2 separate regions of the Zea mays genome follow, and region 2 is linked to region 1. Evidence: chromatin contacts called from public Hi-C data. All regions are on one chromosome and are shown on one strand. Each heading gives the region's core, a stretch centred on a gene start, on an enhancer-like site or on the middle of the called end of the contact. The rest is flanking DNA. Distances are from core to core; before and after follow the strand shown.

Region 1 (3,684 bases), core at 624-3,123:
GTGCCAGGACCGTACACCTCTGAACTCTTCACCTTCGGGTTTCTGCAGCGCCACTCCGCTATAATTCACCGTACTGTCCGGTGTGCCACCGGACTGTCCGGTGCACCAAGCGGAGCAACGGCTACCAGCGCAATGCTCGACTGCAACGGTGTAATACTCAAAATTGTATACAAAGAACAATAGAGAAATCTCCTCAATTTTATGTGCCTTAATTGCATCATAAAAAGAGCACACATATAATAATTAGTGCTTAATTAAAAACAAATGATGTAAAAATAAAAGAAAGAGCATTTTGTTGGAGTTTTATATGCTTGTGCATTAGATAGAATAATAAGGAAAAAAATAATAAGATAATGGACATTAGAAGTGGAATTAAAACCCTAAATTTGAAAGTAGGGTTTTGAAAATAAGAAGAAGAAAAAGGACATAAGAATATAAATAATATAATTATACTTCCAAAGTTGGTATTTTTAATCTCACAATTTGATTTGAGAATAAATTTGGCACAAATTTGAATTTAAAATTCGAATTCAAGTTAAACTTAGAAAAAGAAAAAAAAATAAAAGAAAGAATACCTAAGTGGGCCTCAGTCTGCACATTTCGGCCCATTCCCCTAGCTTCCACCTCGCGCCAGCCCAAACCCCACTGCGGGTGAATCACTGACTGGCGGGCCCAGGAAACCAGCCGCGCGCACCGTCCCTGCAGCCTGGGCCCCACAGATCAGGTCGGCCGTCTTCACGGTTGTTGAACCGAGCCCGTCTCTCTCGCCGCAGCATGCTCACCGGCCGCGGCAACAGCTCCAACCGTAGCCGAACTCTGCGGGACTCTGCAGGATTCACCACCTTGCCAGCCGCTGTGCGCCTCCCTCTCGACCCAGTCTCGCTGCGCTGTGGAGCCCGTGCATCAGCGCTCTCCTTCTTCCTCGGAACGCAACGGCGGGCGCGGATTTCGCGCAGGCGGAACGGACCGATGAATTCCGCGGCAGCTGGGGATAAAGCTCGTGTGCGCTGCGGTTTTGGCCCCTCACTCCCTTGACTCTTGCGCGCAAACACTGATCGCCGCCGCCGCTAGGATTAGGGAATAACGAGGTCCAGTCGCCGGTGGAATCGCGCCCACGTCGTCGATTGGTCACAGCGTGTGGCCTTGGAGCATCCGGTTGGGCATCGCGGTAGTGCGGGTGGCCGTCAGTAGAGCGAAAGGGCACCACGACTCCGACCATTCCTCACCGGAGCTCACGGGCGGCGGTCGGACCGTGTCTCACCGTGGGCAGGATCTCCCACTCCTTCGATCTCGGTGAGAACTCCGCACGGCTCTCACCCTTCGTTCTATAAGCGTTAATCTGAACCGGACGGGGTCGGGACATCGGGGATAGACAGGCATCCTCTCACGGCCATGGCCTCCGCCGTGGAGTGCGGAGCTCCCTGGGCAGGGCCCTCTTGGCTATTGGGCACGATTAATTGGGTCTCCCTCTGATTACCGTAACCATGTGTTAGGTTAGCACCATCGAATTAGGATTTGGGGCTGCAATTTGTGTGTTTACCGTCGCGGCGGTGGGGGCTCGCCGTGGATCGGGCGGCGCCACCGCATCTGGGCGCGGGAATGGGAAGACACGCGTACGCGGTTGGATCGTGATCTGGCGGCGTTGGGGGAAGAAAACGCGCGGACCGTTGATCTTCTAAGCGATGGACGCGATTAGATAAAACGATACCCTTTCACGGCATTAAATCGTAGCCGTCGATCGTCGATCGGGTGGATGCGCTTGCTGGTCAGTTTGCTGCGGCCGTGATCCGATCCTGGCCCTCGGATCTGATCTGATCGGTCCGAATCTTTCCACACCCCTTCGCGGGTACTATTTATTAAAGAGCCCCCTAGGAAATCGCCAATCAACCCGCGCTCCACTCGCACTGTTGGTTGTGTCTAGGGAACTTTCTGCGCTAGCCCCTGCGCTTTCTAGGATTTGAGCCCCAGTCCCGAGATCAGATAAAACAGGGAAACTAATTTAAAAACAGATTTTTAGTACAAATTTAATTGCAAAAACTTGTTTAATTCATAGAAAATGCATATGAACTCCAAATTGGACCATTCCAGTTCCTAGAATTTTATAATATTATTGTCTAACCATTAGTGCCTCTGTTTTGGCATGAAAGACACATTAAAAATTTATCTATCACTTAATCTTGTATTAAATGCATGAAACCTTCAGAAATTCGTATCTTAAAATCTGTAACTCCAAAATTAATGATTCCAATTTCTATGATGTTATTTTCATGACTAGATTATTATTGTGTATTTTAATTACATGTTTGGTGTGATGTTAATTTTTGTTATACTATGTATGTATTGTATTGATGCGAGTAGACGAGCAAGCAACAGAGGATTCTGGGGTTCAGCTGGTAGAGACTGCTGAGCAGGAGCTCGCTGAAGGCAAGTTGTGCCCTTGATCACTTCTTTTACCCATTCATGTTCTTATTATTCATAATGATCTGCATAGGTTAATTTTGATGGGACCCAATAGGATACCCTAGATTTTGACTATCTTTATACCTTGCTTCACCACTGGTTTTACTACTAAGTTTTTGGGTAGTACATGCTATTGCTTTATGTGGATTTGGGTATAAAGATATTTATCACTCATTTTTACACTTGTTATTATCTGTTCATTATTTTATGTTCATGATAAGATCATTATGTTAATGGGAACATGGAGAACCACCCGGGAAAACAGTGCTACCACAAGGGTATAATGGGACGCCCTTGGCTGATTAACTAGGAAAGCTAGTGGAGGGCTACCTTACCCGAAAGGGGCAAGGGCAGTAGGGGAGTGGTCAGTGTAGGGAGGTCCTTGGGTTGATTTTGCTGCGATGGCGGTCAGGCAAGAACCCTGCACTGGAGCTTCCTATAAACTGTAGCGGGTAGTCTGAAGCTAGTGGAACTTTGTAAAGGCCTCGTAGTGGTACCCTGCCTCGCTTCCTTGGTAGAGGTGTATGGAGTCTGATCAACTCCGTGGCAAATGGGTAACACGACTTGTGGGTAAAGATGCGCAACCTCTGCAGAGTGTAAAACTGGTATACTAGCCGTGCTCACGGTCATGAGCGGCTCGGACACTCACATGATTAATATATGGAACTTAAACTCAATCTGTCATTTCATTGCATCTGGGATTATTTTATTATTACTTTTATTTATTATTTCTAAGGTTCGGTATTTACTTACACTTAGTAATTGCTAATAAAATTTTGACCAACTTATAAAAGCAATGCTCAGCTTCAGCCTTTATTTCATTGATCAACCTTACACTACATGAACTCCCACCTTTGGTGAGTTCATGTCACATTATTCCCCACAACTTGTTGAGCGATGAACGTATGTGAGCTCACTCTTGCTGTCTCACACCCCCCACAGGAGAAGAACAGGTGGTTCAGGAGGAGCCACAAGGCGAGGAGTATGATCTGATCTAGGTGGCGTTTCTCAGTTGACATTTGCGCCGACGATCCTTAGTTCGTTCTATATTTATTCTTTTATTTTGTAATAAGACTTCCGCTATGTAATAAATACTCTGATGTTTTGTGACATTGATCTCTATACACTCTGTTATTATATATGTTGTCTTCTTTGGCGCATGTATGAGATGCACCTGGCTTTGTCCCTTAAAGTCGGGTGTGACAGAAGTGGTATCAGAGGAAA
Region 2 (3,684 bases), core at 799-3,298, 180 kb before region 1:
TTCCTTGCTCGTTCGCTTCTAAATTTCTAATCCTCTGTTTCTCACTGTCATTGTCTCACTTCCTCAATCACGCGCATTGTGTTGTGACAGACACATGGCCTGACAGGCTGACAACTTCACTGCTTCAAGCCTTCAATTGGCTCGACGTCGGCCAGACGCTAGAGACCGAGGCCCGAGGGGGCCAAGCAGGGGAGGCGGCGACCGGAGAGGCGTGGTCGAGCTCAGGCAGCCGGGTGAGGCAAAGTCACGGCGAGGCACGGTCCAACTAGCTCCGGTGGCCGACGACAAGAGCTGTGCGCTGTGCGTGACTGCGTGGGGTTGGCGGGTTGCGGTGTACCGGGCATGGAGCTAGCAGCTGGCTGGCGCCGTCGGGCGTAGAGCTGGACAACTGGTGGTGGTGGGCGATGGTTGGCAGCGACCACAGAGCAGGGAGACTGACGCGCGGAAGCTTGGTGAGTTGCGTGCGGGGTGGATCTGCTGATGGGCCTGGCCGCTGGAAAAAATATGTTTAACTCCTTTAGCGGACTGGGCTGAGGTATGGCGCAGGCTATACTTGGCCATAACGGGTCCTCCGCCCCTGTCTAGCACCGTGCACTCCCGCTACTCCAAGTATAGAGCCCCCACAAGCCCACTCCCAAACAACCCACACACAGATTGGAACCAATGGAAGCTTAAAATGAGGGGCTATAGATGAAAACTAATGAAAGAAGTTCCTCCTAACTTATTTTTATAAGTTCGTCAATTCTGTAAATGAAGATATGCAGCCACTCGAACATGATCGAGAATTGAAAATTACCTTGCTCCAGAGGCAATAACAGCTTTATGCACCTTTGAACCATAGAAACCTTTCCCTCCGAATGCCGGAAGGAGAGAAGGGTGGATATTTAATATGGATTTTGGGTATTCCTGGATCAATTCAGTGGGTATAAGCTTCAGGTAACCGGCAAGAAGAACAAAGTCTACATTGTTTCCCCTGTTTCAAAATTAAATATAAGAGTCTTATTTCACTAGTCAGACAAAAAATACACGGGATAAATTCAGATATTAGCACAACTCAATGCCAGAGAACAAAACAAACCACATAAATATTAGCACAATCCAATACCAGAGAACAACGCAAATCACAGCGTCTACCGTCAAGAGTAAATCGTGTAAATATGTGGCACCTGATGGAGGACTTGTTCCTCAGTATTATTTCAACTGAATACGGCGTTGAAGTTTAAGTAAAAAATATCAGCAGAAAGATAGATAGGATTCACAAAGGAAACATAATCACCACTTGGCACAACTGATTTAAAAGTACATAACTTTGCCTGTATTTTTACTGGCATAATAAACAAACATAAGAATGCTCAAGTTACTCTGAGCGATGTTTTTTTCCACCCAAGTTACTAAATCGAAACTGACACAGAAGAACAACCTCAGAGTATCCAGCAGTTGAGCAACCGAAATCCCCTCGGGCGCAGACTTGGACTTGGGAAATACGAGCACAGGGATGCCATTGTTCGTAGCATATTCCGCGCCACCGCAACCTGCAATGCAGTTATTGCAGTTTTAGCCTCCGCTAACAATGTGGGTAGCGTCGCGGGATGCAGTTTCCTTCACCTGGCTTGTCGGTGACAAGCGCGACGACATCTCCGTGCACGGCGCCGCCCAGCGCGGCCTCATGGATCGCCCGGAAGTTTGATCCCCCTCCGGACACGAACACTGCCAGCCGCTTCCTCCCGACCGCCGCGTCAGCGCCAGCCGGCTGCGCAGCGCGCAGGCGCGGGCGCGCCTCTGGGCGCTGGGACGGCTCGCACCTGACGGCGTTCGACGGGTGCCTCGCCGAAAGCACCCCCTGCCAGGGTTTTGGGTGCGGCCGGACGGCGGGCGTGGGGTTGAGGTTGAGCGAGCGGCGCAGGGCCGGAGCAGATGGAGCGTGAGCGATCGCGGCCTCCATTGCCAAGGGTGGAGAAAGCTGCGGCTACAGTAAGCGCGCGAGCAGGAGGCGGCAGGATTGGCGCGGGGAATGGAGGAAACAAAGGCTGGAGGGAAGCGGAGCAGATTGAGCCCCGGCGTGCGGCGGCGGAGTCGGGGCGAACAAGAAGGCTTTGTAGCAGGAAGGACTGCCAGCGCGAAGGCGACACAACATGGGCCGGGCCCAATGAAATACTGAACGGCCTGGCACGGTCGTCTCACCATGGATGCGGGCAAGGCCGAGCCGACGGCCTGCGTCGAGTGACAACTCCCGTCTGATCTGGGATGCGTTGGGGCCGACGACGCGGTTTGAAGTGGATTGAAAAGTAGAGGGGATTAAATTCTCTTTTATTATATAAATTTATATAGGAGACGATTTAATCTACTTTAACTCCTCTTTATCCACCTCTAGCTGAGCAAGCCTTGCATGAGAGACACGATCATTGGATTTCCGATCTACTGATCTCTGCGGAGTGTGAGTGCGTGACGAACGAAGGGTTGGTTTGATATACACGGAAATATTCAGGTGATTCCTCCATCATGCATCCCCTATAATTCTCTGTTGGTCACTTGTTCTCAAAAGCTACGAGTCAAGAACAAGACAACACAAATGTTAATGGTTAAAAACCTTCGTTCTTCATAACATTATCTCCCTTGGGATATAATGATCTTCGGATGAAGGTCATGAAGTACATACTTTCTTCATTGCAATATACAAAGATGAAAACATGATCGTATGAAACATAGATAAAGCATGAATAATCATTTTAGATCATTAGATTATTCATGTTATCATCATATATCTCTGAACAAACATGAATGATATTAAATTACATTTGTACCTTCGGCTTAACAGAAGGTAAGAATCCGAGAGTGACGTGCTACAAGTCAGCATGAACAGTACGATGTTACTGTTCATCATTTTTAGGCACAGGACACAGCTTGGCTAAAATTACATTCATGTCCCTAACATTTACTATTAGTCAAAAGGTAATCTGTCGAGGAATGAACAATCTTTTCCTTTTAAGTCGGTTTCATCCTCCATCATCGTCCTTGAGCTGAGCCGAAGCTTCTCTATCTACAGCTTCGGAGTTGGTCTAACCTTCTTCCAGATTACGCTTCTCATACCATACACGCCTTTGTCTTAAAGCCAAAGCTTCCTGTGACAGTATACTATACTGGGAAACATGTTAGTCGTGTTTTTGAGGACCTTCGAAAGATGAAGGCCACCAACAGTAGCCCATCGCAGTGCTAATTTGTTGTTTAACAAATTCAGACTGCGACGTGAACGAAGGCCTTTAGCCGAAGGTCTGAAAAAACACTTTCTCTTTGCTAGAATAGCAAAAGTCAATGACAAATGGGGCCCGCCAAGTTGCAATGCACTAGGCATATAAATAGAAACCCACATCGACATCATCTATTGCGCCATTTTAGTTGCTTGTGATGTTTTCTCAAATTTTAATTCTCTTGCTATCATCTCTCGCTTGATTTGTGAGCTTCGTGATATACACAAGTGCTTGTTGAATGTCTGAAGAGAAGAAGATGTTTGAGGAGAAGAAGGTTGTGGACCCTGCTCTTGCTGGGTTTTACGAAGCTATGGAAAAAACAAACACAGAGAAGATCACAAATGAAATAATGGCTGATTTGTGTGAAGATTCTGACGATAGTGATGACTATGATGTAGATAGTGAGAATGAAGATACCGAAGATCGGCCCTGGCGGCCA

Evidence for each region. Hi-C and Micro-C count contacts between places; a contact is called where the count stands out from the background.
Region 2: a Hi-C map of tassel shows a contact between it and region 1, with 4 times the contacts expected there. The contact joins the promoter of LOC100272448 here to the enhancer-like site in region 1. A contact is called at or near these places in 5 of 25 Hi-C or Micro-C datasets (bundle sheath, ear, leaf mesophyll and 1 more).

Annotation. Positions count from the first base shown.
Region 1 is chr2:52,557,595-52,561,278 of Zm-B73-REFERENCE-NAM-5.0, reverse strand. No RefSeq gene overlaps it. Among protein-coding and RNA genes, the nearest start is that of LOC118476311, 100 kb to the right of the region's middle. Within about 2 kb of position 1,873, at least 17 of the 20 cell types and tissues checked have an H3K27ac peak or open chromatin away from gene starts, as enhancers often do. A contact at or near this core is called in ear, leaf mesophyll and tassel, where this site is marked.
Region 2 is chr2:52,733,801-52,737,484 of Zm-B73-REFERENCE-NAM-5.0, reverse strand. It overlaps LOC100272448 (Phosphoribosylglycinamide formyltransferase chloroplastic), which reads right to left and starts at 2,048. Exons shown (of 5, transcript NM_001146922.1): 1 at 1,606-2,048; 2 at 1,421-1,532; 3 at 797-973. The coding sequence starts at 1,942.